3 separate regions of the Sus scrofa genome follow, and regions 1 and 3 are each linked to region 2. A link is a contact called in public Hi-C and promoter capture Hi-C data. All regions are on one chromosome and are shown on one strand. Each heading gives the region's core, a stretch centred on a gene start, on an enhancer-like site or on the middle of the called end of the contact. The rest is flanking DNA. Distances are from core to core; before and after follow the strand shown.

Evidence for each region. Promoter capture Hi-C pulls out the DNA fragments that hold promoters and counts their contacts. A called contact is a pair of places that touch in the nucleus more often than the background predicts.
Region 1: a promoter capture Hi-C map of fetal liver shows a contact between it and region 2, with 2.8 times the contacts expected there. The contact joins the promoter of PIGU here to the promoter of AHCY in region 2. A contact is called at or near these places in 2 of 5 promoter capture datasets (fetal liver and liver) and 1 of 2 datasets of contacts at active chromatin or transcription factors (alveolar macrophages).
Region 3: a Hi-C map of liver shows a contact between it and region 2, with 2.9 times the contacts expected there. The contact joins the promoter of TP53INP2 here to the promoter of AHCY in region 2. A contact is called at or near these places in 1 of 5 promoter capture datasets (fetal liver), 2 of 47 Hi-C or Micro-C datasets (embryonic fibroblasts and liver) and 1 of 2 datasets of contacts at active chromatin or transcription factors (alveolar macrophages).

The regions. Positions count from the first base shown.
Region 1 is chr17:38,079,090-38,083,715 of Sscrofa11.1, forward strand. It overlaps PIGU (phosphatidylinositol glycan anchor biosynthesis class U), which reads right to left and starts at 1,973. Exons shown (of 12, transcript NM_001185136.1): 1 at 1,844-1,973. The coding sequence starts at 1,973.
Region 2 is chr17:37,741,357-37,746,032 of Sscrofa11.1, forward strand. AHCY (adenosylhomocysteinase) reads right to left here and starts at 3,022. Exons shown (of 10, transcript NM_001011727.1): 1 at 2,903-3,022. The coding sequence starts at 2,930.
Region 3 is chr17:38,101,314-38,105,591 of Sscrofa11.1, forward strand. It overlaps TP53INP2 (tumor protein p53-inducible nuclear protein 2), which reads left to right and starts at 2,876. Exons shown (of 4, transcript XM_003359949.4): 1 at 2,876-3,118.

The DNA of each region.
Region 1 (4,626 bases), core at 723-3,222, 340 kb after region 2:
AAAATGAGGCTTACCAGTCTCCGGAAGTATTTTTAGAAAAGTTAGCTCTAATTATTCATAAAACAGCCATTCATTACACGACTCCCCATTCCAAAATGTCAATGGGATAACATCAAAAACTCTAGCATTTGAAGTTTGAGGACATGATGCAAACTATTGCATTTGGAGTGGATAAGCAATGAGATCCTGCTGGATAGCAGAGGAAACTATATCTAGTCCCTTGTGATGGAACATGATGGAGGATAATGTGAGAAAAAGAATATATAAATACACGTATGACTGGTTCACTTTGCTGTACAGGAGAAATTGACAGAACACTGTAAATCAACTATAATGAAAAAAACAAAAATCATACAAACTAAAAAAAAAAGAAAATACATCTAGAGAAATAAATAGATTTTACCTAGCAAAAAAAAAGTTCAAGGACATGAAGGGGATTTCTGGGCTGCTGGTAATGTTCTGTTTCTTGAACTGCAAGCTGGCTACATGAGTATAGTAAATTATTTAAGCTATACACTTATTATTATGTGCACTGTCTGTATATTGTACTTCAGTAAGAAAAGTTTATTTATTTTCTTGTCCATGACCACAGCATTCCGCAGAAGTTCCCCAGCAAGAGATCAAATCTGCAGCCACAGCAGTAACAACAGGAGATCCTTAACCCGCTGTGCCACCAGGGAATTCCAGTAAGAAAGTTTTTTGAAAAAAAAATCTTCAAATTCTGGCCTTCACCTTACACCCACCTCATTACTCCCCTACTTTGGGCATTTCACATCTTTCAACATGTCTTGATCCTGACAACCTTCTACCTGAAACTCCGCTTCCTCTAATCTCCCTTTTCACACTCTACATCCTTCAAGAGTTAGCTCAAATCCCACATTCCTTAAACTGGAAAAGGAGAGGACACTTTCTTCAGGGTCAGAACTCCAAGGAAGGAACTGGAGGCACACAGGAAGTACACTTTTCTTTCTTTTTTCTTTTTTTTTTTTTAGGGCCACACCTGCTGCATATGAAGTTCCCAGGCTAGGGGTCAAATCAGAGCTGCAGCTGTGGGCCTACACCACAGCCACAACAACACTAGATATATCCAAGCCACATCTGCGATCTGCAATGCACCTCACAGCAACGAGGGATCTTTAATCCGCTGAGAGAGGGCCAGGTGTTGAACCTGAGCCCTCCTAATGGATACTACCTGGGTTGTTATCCACTGAGCCACAATGGGAACTCCAGGAAGTACACTTTTCATAAATGACTATATCTGTTTGTCTGCCTTATTAGAGTGCCTGTGGACTCTTTAGTCCAAACTGGCTCTCTGTGGGCTCCAGTATAAAACAATGTTTGATGAAGAACTTAAAAGAAATAAGATATAGTAGGAGAAGCTGCACTGCAAGTCCCAGGCTGAGACAAGGTTTATAAGGGCACTCACACACTCTCCTCGCTTATGCAGGAATGGTCCCCTCAGGGGCACCCCCCCCACACACACACACACACCCACGCACAAGCGATCTCGCGCCAAAACTCACTCCACTTAGCACGCCCTTTTCTCATCCCGACCCTTCCTCAAGCAGATCTTTCCTCAGACCACGCCCCTCAGCTCAGGACCCGAGGGGGACACACCCCCTCATATCTACATCTCGCAGGTGACCAGCCCCTACGGCCCCAACCTCACCACACCAACCAACGTCCCCCCGCCCTTAGCAGCCCCGCTCGCCCGCTCGAGGACGCGATAACTGGTGAGTTCCCTCAGAATCTTGAACATGCGGCCACTGCCCCCGCCTCCCATTCACAGAGGCCAGAGGCGCACAGGCGGGGCCTGGACGCCTACTCGAGCCGGTGGCCTCACCTCTCTTCCAAGAGCTCAGTGGGGACACCACCTCCACCCGCTCCGAGATGAACTCGGCCAGACTGGAGCGAAACAAGGCTGCCCGCACAGTCACTGCCACCACCAGCACCAAGGCCAAGGGAGCCGCCATGATAGCTGGGGCGGGCGCGCAGGCAGGAGGGGAAAGGCGAGGCGGAAGAGCCTCGCGGTCTGTGCACCGCCCTCTGTAGTTCTGCGGGTCAGCGCGCCTCGCGGCTGCCCACGAAACTCCCAAACTGGGAACTACCACTCCCAGGAGGCCTTGCGGCGAAGTAGGGCGTGGCGACGGAAAGCGGGGCGCCTCAAGCTTATAGCAAAGGGTTGGGCGAGGTCTCCCACTATAGCAGGTGAATTGTAATAGCACTGAGGTGCTGCTGAAAGGAGACACGTGAAGACAGTTACCATCCTGGAATTGTTGAGCGAGTTTTAAAGAAACGTTCATTTCACTCTTGTGTGTATGTTTTTAGTGTTAAAATGTTTCCTTTTTTATGTTTTCAAAGAGTATTAAATATGTATTCGTTGATTTACTACATACTTATTTGTAGAATGTCAACTATATGGGTTCTGAGGATACATTGTGGAGTATTACAGAGATTTATTAGCTCTGCGGCCTTGAACAAGTTGCCGAACTTTTCTGTGCCTCAGGTCCCTCACCTTAAAAATGCACTCGTTTTTGGCTCCTTGTGAGTGAGCTAGAAACCATTGAAGAATGCTTAGAAATTTTGCCAGCCGCTTTTAAACACAGACATTACTGTAAATTAGTACAGCCACTATGGAGAATAGTATGGAGGTTCCTTTATAAACCAAAAAGGGAGTTCCTGCTGTGGCAAAGTTGGTTAAAGAGAAGTTGATTAATGATCTGGCTTATCTTTGTGGTGTTGCTGGTTCCATCCCCAACCCTGCTCAGTGGATTAAGGATCCTGAATTGCCGCGGCTGTGGCTGGGATTCAGTATCCCCCTCCCCAGGAGCTTCCATATGCCTCGGGTACAGCCATAAAATTAAAAAAAAAAAAAAAAGTATCTAAGAATGAAAGTGTTTATATGTGTAAATGATTCACTTTGCTGTATGCCTGAAACTAACACAACATTGTAAATCAACTGTACTCCTAATAATACTTTTTTGAAATTAAATAAAAATAAACTCAGCTATTATCAAAAATTAACTTATACAAACCTACAATTCAATAAGTTGTGTAAACAACAAGGTAATAAATACTCAAAACATCCCTTGCTAAGTATTTTACTACACTCTTGTTTTATCTGTGCTCTTGAGGTTATTTACCACTGCTATATCACTATGGCAAATACTGTATAATGGTATACTTCTGCCCTTGCCTTCCCAAATCATGTTTAGTGACTTAAGTTTGATAGTTTGAAATCCCAATCAATGGGAATGTTTACACCACAGAAATTGGCAAACAGTGTGTCAGAGTTTTGGAGTTTGGAGAGCCATCAATAAGCATAAGTAGCACACCACTTCATTAATGTATAAAAAATACTTATGATGAATGCTTAAATGTTAGCTATAGTAATTAAAATATTAAATAAATATAAGGAAATTTAAGATCTGTGAAGGAAATGAAACAGGTTGCATAATCAAAAATAATTTGGTGGGGAGTTCCCGTTGTGGCTCAGTGGGTTAAGAACCGGACATAGTGTATGTGAGGATGTGGGTTCAATCCCTGGCCCTCATTCAGTGAGTTGAGGATCCGGTGTTGCACTGGCTGTGGCATAGGCCTTAGCTGCAGCTCTGATTCAATGCATAGCCTGGGAATTTCCACATGCCCCAGGTGCGGCCATAAAAAAGAAAAAAAATTAAAAAAGAATAACTTGGTGGAATGGTGGTGGTAATACTACACAGAATGGTCAGGGAAGACTCTGGGAAAAGGTAACATTTGCAGTCAAATGCTCTACCACTGAGCTGTACCCTCCCAAGAGGTGACATTTGAACTGAAATGAACCTAATCAGAGCTTCCAAGCACAGGGAACAGACTGAGTCAGGAAGAAGCAAGATGTGTTTGAGAAGAGAAAAACGTAAGAGAAAGTGAAGAAAGTTTTAGAAGGTGTGGGTGGGGTTGCAGAGAGGGGCAAATCAGATAGGAACCTGTTCATCATAGCTGGAAATTCAGGCTTTATTCAAAGTACAATTCATGTGCCATTGGAAAATTTTAAACTAGGAAGTGATGTAGTCAGGCTTACTTTTTTTTTTTTTTCGTCTTTTTTGCCATTTCTTGGGCCGCTCCTGTGGCATATGGAGGTTCCCAGGCTAAGGGTCTAATCAGAGCTGTAGCTGCCAGCCTACGCCAGAGCCACAGCAGCGCGGGATCTGAGCCACGTCTTCGATCTACACCACAGCTCACGGCAACGCCGGATCGTTAACCTACTGAGCAAGGTCAGGGATCGGATCGTCAACCCACTGAGCAAGGGCAGGGATCGAACCTGCAACCTCATGGTTCCTAGTCGGATTCGTTAACCACTGCGCCATGACGGGAACTCCAGGTTTACATTTTTAAAAGAGATCCATATCCCCAGGCCCTATACAGGGTTTTGGGGAACATTGCAGTAGTAAAGCTACACCCCCTGCCTTAATAGACCTTGGAGAGTAGTTGAAGAGACGCAGAGTCTTTTTCATAACCCAAGTAAAAGTAAAATCACAACCCATAATGAGAGAAGTAAAAGGGGGAACAGGATAGTAGGAGAATGCAAAAATCAGACCTGGCGCTAATAGTTTTCTGGACCAGTGGGAAGGGCAGGTTTCCTTTAGG
Region 2 (4,676 bases), core at 1,772-4,271:
CTTGTTACTGCCCTGATTTTCCCAGTTTAGGAAGTGAAACCACCATTTGACCAGCTGCTCCAACCAAAAACTTATGATGTCTTGATTCCTCTTTTCCCCTTTCACCCCCTTCCAACCCATCAGCATACTGTTGGTTCAACATCCCAAATTTAAGCAATCCAATGGCATCTCACCACTCTGGGTCACTTAAGTAGCCTCCTCACTGGCCTCCCTACTCCCACATACTATTCTCCCCAAAGAAGCCAGAAGAACAAGCTTTTAAATTTTAAATTATATCACCTCCATTCTTCCACTAAAATAAAAAACAAACCAACCTTCAATGGCTTCCCCTTACCCATGAAATAAAATCCTAACTCCTCACATGGCCTTAGGGCCCTACCTTTGTCACTGCCCACCCTTCTTCCCCACCTCTTCACCCCTTTCTCCCCCTCACTGGTTGCTCAACCTTATCGACCTCTTTACTGTCTTCAGGTGAGCTCAACTCATTCCTACCTCAGGGCTTTAACCCAAGCTCTTAGCCTGGAAGGTTCCTCCCTGAGCACCTGATAAAGTACCTGGCATACAGTGGGTGCTCAACAAAAACTCTGAAACAGGAAAGAACTTGGTATATTGGTACTGGAGGAAGACAGAGTATGCCAGGATGACTCAGTAGAGTAAGATGATGAATAAGGAGTTATGGAGTTTCAAGGGGAGTATCATGACCACACTTGTCTTTTGAAAAGACCCTTTTGGTTTCTGCCTGTATCCGTGGAGCATGAGACCCAGGAAGACCTGTGAGGAAGAAGACCAGAACTTGGATGGTGGCCGTGGACACAGAGAAATGGGCAGATCTCTTCACTTAAATACTACATTATCTGTATGCTGTCGTCCCCCCTCTTTCCTGAGTCACCTTTGTATCTCTAGTGCCCTGCTGGTCCTGGCACAGAGAAGGGATCCACAAATGTTTACTGACCATACCTATTGTAAGGACTAAAGGAGAGAAGGTCCATGAAAGGGACTGGCACAAGATGGAGGTGGCATAAAAAAAAACAAATCTGAACCCAGTCTAACTCCTAGGCTCAGAGAGGGGTTTGCCCCAGGTTTGCTTCCACAGCCAGTCAAAGGCAGAGGCGGGGCTGGCAAAGGTGGGGCTAGAGCTAGAGGCTCCTAGGAGAGGCCCAGCAGTAGTGGACAATGGTTCTGTCCTATCCTAAGTTCCACCCCCTCTGCCACCACCTGTCCCTCTAGCTAAAAAGAACTCTTTCACTGCCCTCAGGACAGCTGTATACTCAGGACTAGGCCTGATGTACTCAAAGGGTACAGGAGGGTCTGATACTCTAAGCTTTGGGGTTTTTGGTGCCCAGGGAACTGAGGACTTGCAGTAACACCTGTTCCAGGACAAGCCAAGAGGAAAAATAGCAAAACCCTCCCTGAGCCTCAGTTTCTTCATCTGTAAAGTGGGAATAACCATCCCTAACCTTCCTATGAGCCCTGAAGATTAAAGAAGATGCAACATGGGCAAGCACAGTATGCCCTCCCTAATGGAGACTTCCTTCCTCCAACCCTACCCTGCCAAGCTCCTCCACTTCCAAATGCAGTCTTACCTCCTCCCATACAACCCAAAGCCCTCAACCCTAACTCACCCATCTCTCCACAGTATGACAAGCCCTTTTTCCAACTCTCCCACTGACATGACCTTGATTTAACCTTTCTAGGCTTCCACTTCATTCACACCACAGGGACAAGAGTCTGCTCTGGGCTGCAACTTGATAAACAACTATTGGTAAGTTACTATTTCCACAGAATCTTTCCAAGTCATTTCCTATTACACCTTCAGCTTCTTCCTCTGTATAATGGGATAAAGTCCACCTCTAAAGGTCATTCTGTAAACAAATGCAAACCCCCAGATACACAGCTCCATAAATATTGATGCCTTTCTCTGGGTAGAATGGTGTCTTGAATTTACTTTAAAAACTGATAGTCTGCCTGAACAGTTTTTTCCTGAAAGGTCAGTGGGGCTGTTTCAGATGTGTTCACTTATATACTGTGGTGAAAAGGTGAGCAGGATCTGGATTTATATCCTGCTCCACCACCTCCCAGCTATAAGATCATGGACAAGTTAACCTTTTTTCCTGTATCTCAGTATACTCATTGTAAAATGATAAAGTAACAGCCCCTATCCTAAAAAACCGTGAGAAGAAAATGAATTAATCTAGAATAAAGGTAGAAGGCAGTGCCCATTCCACAGTAAAAGCCCAGTAAACATTAACTATCAATGCACAGCTTCAATCCCTAGGAGAGCAGTAAGGATTTTTCTAGCCACTCCAAAATTTCTTCGAGATTCTCTGTACGATTGTCCCTGTTGGCCAGGTGGGTGACCCCAGAGGTTGAGTAACAAGCCCAAAGTCCCTTGTAAGTGGACTAGTGCTTGTGTCGGCTCAGTCTCCAGGCCTCTCCTCACGTGCCCTTCGGGGTCTTAATGACCTCGTCTTCCCTGTAGGTGGCCCAGAGAGGGATAAGCACTTGCCCAGGACCACCCAGGGGGCCAAAGAGCTGGTCCAGACCCAGGAGGCAGGATCCAGGCTCCCCGGTGTTGGCCCCAGCAGGTGCCATTGGTCCCAGGCCTCGGTTAGGTGTGCGCTCCCCGCCCGCCCCAGCCGGCTCCGTGTGGAACACGCCGCGAGTTCACCACTCCGCAGCCCGCGCCGCTGCACCCGGCCTCGCGGGGCACGCCGGGACTCGTAGTGCGCGGCCGCCTCCGAAGACCTGCTCATGGCGGCGGAAGAACTCCAGCCCCCAGAAGGCCTCGCGCGGCCAAAGACCGCGCCAAGCCAGCGATTCAAGGGGCTCCTCCTGAGCGCCCCGATTCGGCCCTGTGGCTGCCGTCCCAGCAGGCCCCTACCCTGCATGTCCAGGGACTCACCGACTTTGTAAGGCAGCTTCTCCGACATGCTGGCGGCGCTTCCACACGTAGTGATGGACACGAGCGAAGGGGGCCGGCCTTGGGCTGGGGACAAACGCAGGGCGGGCGGCGCCGGGCAGGGATCTGCGAGTGGCACCGGCGCCTTTAAATATCTTACCGTAGCTTGCATATTCATGAGTCCCGCTGGTGCTGAGCGGTCGGGGCGGGGCCCAACGCAGGGGGGCGGGGCCCAACGGAGGGGGGCGGGACCAGAACGGACTTTGGTTGGGGTTCAGACCAGTTTTTAGCTTACGGGGACCTTCCACCTCCCGAGCAGCGTAGCGAAAGGAGTTCCAGGAGAGGCCTGATATCAAACCTGAGGCCATCTTTAACTTCATTCATTCAATCAGTGAATCCGACGCCAAAACCGAGTGAAATTGAAATTCCAACCAGTTCACTTCCCAGAACCTCAATTTCCTCTTCTATAAATTGGGCAGAATGATACCTACCATACAAATAGGTAAAGTTGCAATATGTCAACACCTAGCACATGGGAGACCTTCCACCCTCCTCCCACCATGCTGAGTTTAGGTAGATTTGTATGCATTTTTAATACTTTTACTACATATGCATAAATCATTAAATGCTTCATAGAAGTCACTCTGTGTTTAAAACCTTTATTTAAATAGTGCCATACTGTACTTACTCTTCTGCAACTTGCTTTTTTTCTGTTAATATTTGTAAGGGTCATGCATAGAGTTTTGCTGCTGTATAGTATTTTATTGTATACATCGTGTGATTAATTTACCTGTTCTATATTCAGATTTTATACAGTCTGCCATTATTGTGTATATGAAAAAATGAACATTGCCTCTTAGCCCATGAGTAGGTGTCCTGGAACCATAAGTGTACTCAGGGGTGGAGTTTTTGAGATAAAGGCACATTTTTAACTTTCCTAGATATTACCAAATTGTTTTCCAAGGTAGCTCATCCTATCACCAGCAGTGTCTGAGAGGGCTTGTTGATCCACATCCCTGTCATCACTTGTCAGTCTGACAGAATTGTTTTTTTCTTTTTTGCTTTTTAGGGCTGCACCTGTGGCATATGGAAGTTCCCAGGCTAGAGATCAAATCGGAGCTGTAGCTGCCAGCCACAGCCACAGGAATGCCAGATCCTTAACCCACTAAACCATGCATTGCTTAGTTTTGACTGTTTCACCTTTGTGTAAATGAAATCATAGGATACATATTCTTCTGCAACTTACTTTTCTCTTTCAGTTCTATTTTTTTTTTTTTTTTTTTTTTTTTTTGGCAGTGCCTTTGGCATGTGGAAGTTCCCAAGGAGGGATCTAACCTGAGCCACAGCAGCAACCCAAGCTGGTGCAGTGACAACACCAGATCCTTAACCTGCTGCACCGCAGGAGAATTCCTCAACATTGTTGGTTTGTTTTGTTGTTGTTGTTGTTGTTTTTTCCTGTCTTTTGTCTTTTCCATACACCTGCAGTATATGGAATTTCCCAGGCTAAGGGTCGAATTGGAGCTGTGGCTGTAGTGTAGGCCGGCAGCTACACCACAGCCACAACAACGCAAGATCCGAGCCACATCTGTGACCTACACCACAGCTCATGGCAATGCCAGATCCTTAACTCACTGACAAGGCCAGGGATCGAACCTGCATCCTCATGGATACTAGTCTGGTTCCATAACCACTGAGCCACAACAGGAATTCCCTCAACACTGCTTTTGAGAGTCATTTCTGTAAGGGCTATAGCTGTGGTTCATTTATTTTCATTTCT
Region 3 (4,278 bases), core at 1,626-4,125, 360 kb after region 2:
GATTGGAAATGAGATCTAGGATTACCCCCAGCACGGTGCTCACAGCCTCTTTTTCCAATCCAAGGCCCAGGCCAGGGTTCCGGAATACTAAATCCATTCCCTGGGGCCAGAGTCAATAAATGGCTGTTCTGCTCTATAATTCTAAGCAAGTACCTTGACCTCTCTGTGCCTCAGTGTGCCTTAGTTTCCCCACCTATAAAATGAAAAGTTGTGGATGAACTATGGTCTGAGGTGTCCTCTCAGCCTGTACATGGGGTTCATAAGGCTGGGCACAGAATCCAGGTCATTTGTGGACCAGAGTGTGTGCCAGATCCTGCTTCCCTATTCTTGGGGAAACCAGAATCCTGTGCGCAACAGAATGTGTCCTGTACCAGGTGTGGGAATCTTCCTATACTAGCCACTTCTTTTTAATGGCTACACCTGCGGCATATGGATGTTCCCGGGTTAGGGGTGGAATCAGAGCTGCAGCAGCCAGCTTACGCCATAGCCACGGCAAGGCCAGTCACCACAGCTTGTGTCAATGCTGGATCCTTAACCCACTGAGGGAGGCCAGGGGTGGAACCAGCATCCTCATGGATAATATGTCAGGTTCTTAACCTGCCGAGCCACAACAGGAACTCTGCAGCCACTTTTTTTGAGCTAAGCTTTTAATTGCTGAGCCATTGATTGGAGGCTACTCTGTGCCAGGCCCAGCGCAAGCTGGGTGAGGGGAGTATATGAATGAAGACCTGCCCTTGAGATGACAATCATCTACTTGGGAAGACACATACATACACACAATTAATTATCATTGCTTACTGTTTATTGAACAAATAAATGACTGTACTGTCCCCAACAAGGTAGCTCTGGGCTACCTAGAGGAAGAAGGGGTGAATAGAATCTTGAAGACAGGAAAGATCTGAGTTCAAAAAGGTCTGAAGAGGGCATTCCAGGCAGGGGGAATGAGCAAAAGTGTGGATTTGAGAGTGTTGAAGAGACCATGAAGAGTTTGACCTTCGCACAAGGTGCATGTAGGTGAAGAAGGAGATTAGAGCTGGCGAGAACTGGGCTGGATCATGGAAGGCCATGAATGCTGTATTAAGAAGCATGGTACTTTGGGAGCCACAGAAGGTTTCAGAGCAGGCAGGTGGTGTGACAAGAGAGGCATGTTTAAGTCAGCAAGACGTCAAGAGAGGGTGTGAGGTCAGCAGGAAGCAGATATGAAGGGCAGAGGCTCAGGGTTGCACAGAATGAGGATACTGTGGGGATACGACTCCAAGGGCCAAAACACTGCTCTCTCCTCCTCTCACCCAGAAGCCTCTGGATATTATTTCCTGGTTCCTTCTCCCAGTTGCTAGGACTGAGGAGTCCCCCTAGTCTGAATTAGACTGGGACAGGATTTTAGAACCAGAGCAGCCACTCTGGCCTAGCTCACCCCACCCACCCCCACCCCACCCTACCCCCACCTCCTGATGGGCCGGATGAGCAGCTCTCAGACCCAACCCGACTAGCCCAGCTCCTCCAAGAGAGGAACCAGAAAACCCTGGAGACTCTGAGGATGTGTGTGCGTGGTTTTTCCCCAGGCATTTCTCAGGCTGCTGAGAATGCTGGGGACCTAGAGGATGGGATTGGCAGAATCCTGAGGGTGGAGCATTTGAAGGAACCTCTAAAAGGAAACTTGGATATGTTAAGTTTGATAGATAATGAAATTGAGGTCCAGAGAGGTAACATGACTTGCTTGAGGTCACACAGCAAGTTTGGGGAAAGTCAAGACTGTGCCTAGATCTCCCTGGGGAGGCTGAAGCATTCTGGGATTTAGACAGTCTGGTGCCTATAGAGAGTGGAGAGATTTGGGGCCTGGAACTATGGGTTCAAGTTCTGGCTCTGCCATTTGCTGTAGCTTTGTGACCTTGGGAAATCGCTTAGGCTCTCTGAGCCTGTTTCTTCAGCTGGAAAATGGGGAGGGGCATAACACCCATCTTTCAGGGTTGTTGTGAAGATCAAAAGACATATAAAGCACTATAGCACAGTGCCTCGCACTCAGTAAGTGTTCAATAAATATCAGCTACCGGTCTGGCAGCAGCAATAGTAGGTACTCAATATTTGCTCAATGCATTGCTGAATATAAATCTACATACTAAGCATGAGATTTGTTGAGTCTCAGTTTTCCCGCGTGTAAATCGAGGCTAATAATCAATCCCTGTCCCGTCACTTTTCTGTCCAGCCCCAGCAGCAAGGTGGGTTAAACAAGATGTGGAAACGTTCCAGTGCTGAGCACTCTCTAGCTCAGTGTTTATTCAGCCCAGAGCAATCCCTCTCCAAGTCCTACTCTGAAAAATATTCTGTCAGTCTAACCAACTCTCCTATACTCCCGGGTACACCCCTGGAACCGGGGAAGGGAGATGTGCCCCACCTCTCAAGCCTGTCCAGATGAGGAAAAATGGAGCGGCAGAGCAGATAATGCGTAGGGGTGAGAAGGTGAGGCAGAAAACGGAGGCCCGGGAGAAGGGCGGGGAGGAGGAGACTGGAAGGTCACGGATGTGGCGCGGAGTTGAGAAAAGGGTACAGACCGAGGGATTTGGATAGAGGATACAGGTGAACGGACAGGAGGGGCAAAGGCGCTGGGATATGCGGAGGGAGTACAGAAAGATGGGGATCCTGTAGAAGGAGTGGTAATTCTCCTCACTGAGAGGTCTGTGGGGTCGCCCAGGAGCAGGGGCTCCAAGCGCCCAGCAGTCGCGTCTCCGAACGCCCCACCCCCCAGCCTCCGGCTCGGAGTCTTGATCCCGGGAGGGAGCCACTAGCCAGCGAACCAAGGAGGAGGCGGGGAGGGGAGATCCGCAGCCTGGGATTGGCCGCCGCTTCGCCGGTCGCTGACGCGAGGCGGGCGGGCCCCTTTGTGACGTCACAATCAGCTGTTTGAACGCTCCAATTTGTGCTGTGAGCCCAGCAGCTGCTGCACAGACTCGAAGCCCAGCGGGCGAGCGCAGCAACCCGGAACGTCCGACCCGTACCCCCGCCGCCTCCCCGCCTAGCCCCCGCGATGCGGCGGGGCCTGTGATCAGCCGCGGACCCTAGGACACTCCGCCTCACAACTACCTCAGCGCCACCTCCGCCTGCCGCCCCGCCCCTGCCCCAGGTGAGTTCTGATCAGCTTTGGCCCCTGGGCTCCCGGGGCCCCAGAACACTCCCCGCTCCCCCAGCTCCCGGGTCTTTGTCTCTTTCCGCCGGCGGCCGCCGGGGCTGCACTCCCGCCTCTGGATTGGCTGCCGCCCGTCCGGTAGACTCTGACGTCTGCATATTTGCATATGACATTGAGACGTCACCAAGGCCGGGACCGCCCCCCCACCCCCTCCCGGCTCGGGTCGCCTGTCCTCCCGTGACCCGTCGGGCGCTGAGTCGGGACTGGGCCCACGGGTGAGGGACGCTGAAAGGCAGCGGGACCAAAAGGTCCTCCAGTTTTCTGGATTAATCCAAGAGCTGCGTTCAAGCCTCTGATCCTCTACTTTCTCCTTGCGACTTGAGAGAGGTTCAAACAGCGTTACTGGGTCTACATTGGGGGAGGGGGTTGTCAGGAGTTCAGGGGCGCCTGAAGCTTTGGCTCCAGCCGGATCGTTGAGGCAGCGCCAGATGGTGGTGGAATCCCCTCCCTCTGGCTCCAGGCTCTGCACCCCTGGACTAACATAATTACATCCTTCTAATCCCTGAAATGTGTGCAGCGCCTTAACTGAGGTCACGTCACTTCCCGAAAGGAGGGGTCTTAGACCCCATTTCACGGAAGGGAAAACTGAGGCCAGGAGCGGGCAAGTGGCTTACTCTAGGTCCTGCAGCCAATTAGAGTCATGCCTGCCTAGTGAGTGGCAGATGCATTAGCCCTGGGCACATACTTAGTATGAGCTTATTACAAGTAGTTACACATTCTCCTTCCACTGAGGACTGTACCTTGGGCTAAGCGCCATCCAAATTTGATAGGGCTCCTAGGAGATTGGGTCCCCTTTTGAAGCCCTGATCCTTACTTTATACCCTGGAGTTCCAGAGCCCAGTAAAATTACTCCCTCCCATCTGTTTTGACTGCAGAAAGGTGAGTCAGTGGCTGCATCAGGCTGTCTCCAGGGCCGATGTTGGGATGGGGTAGAGGTGAGAGTTCCCTTTGTTTGGCCCTTCTTTGCCTCCCAACATCAGAGTTGTCAGCTAGGAAGGACTGACCTGGCCTAGTGCTGATGATTACAAGGCTTGTGTTGCCCCTCCCTCTGTTCACAGAGAGGGACCAGGAGGAAAGGAGGCAGGAGGAAAGCCTCT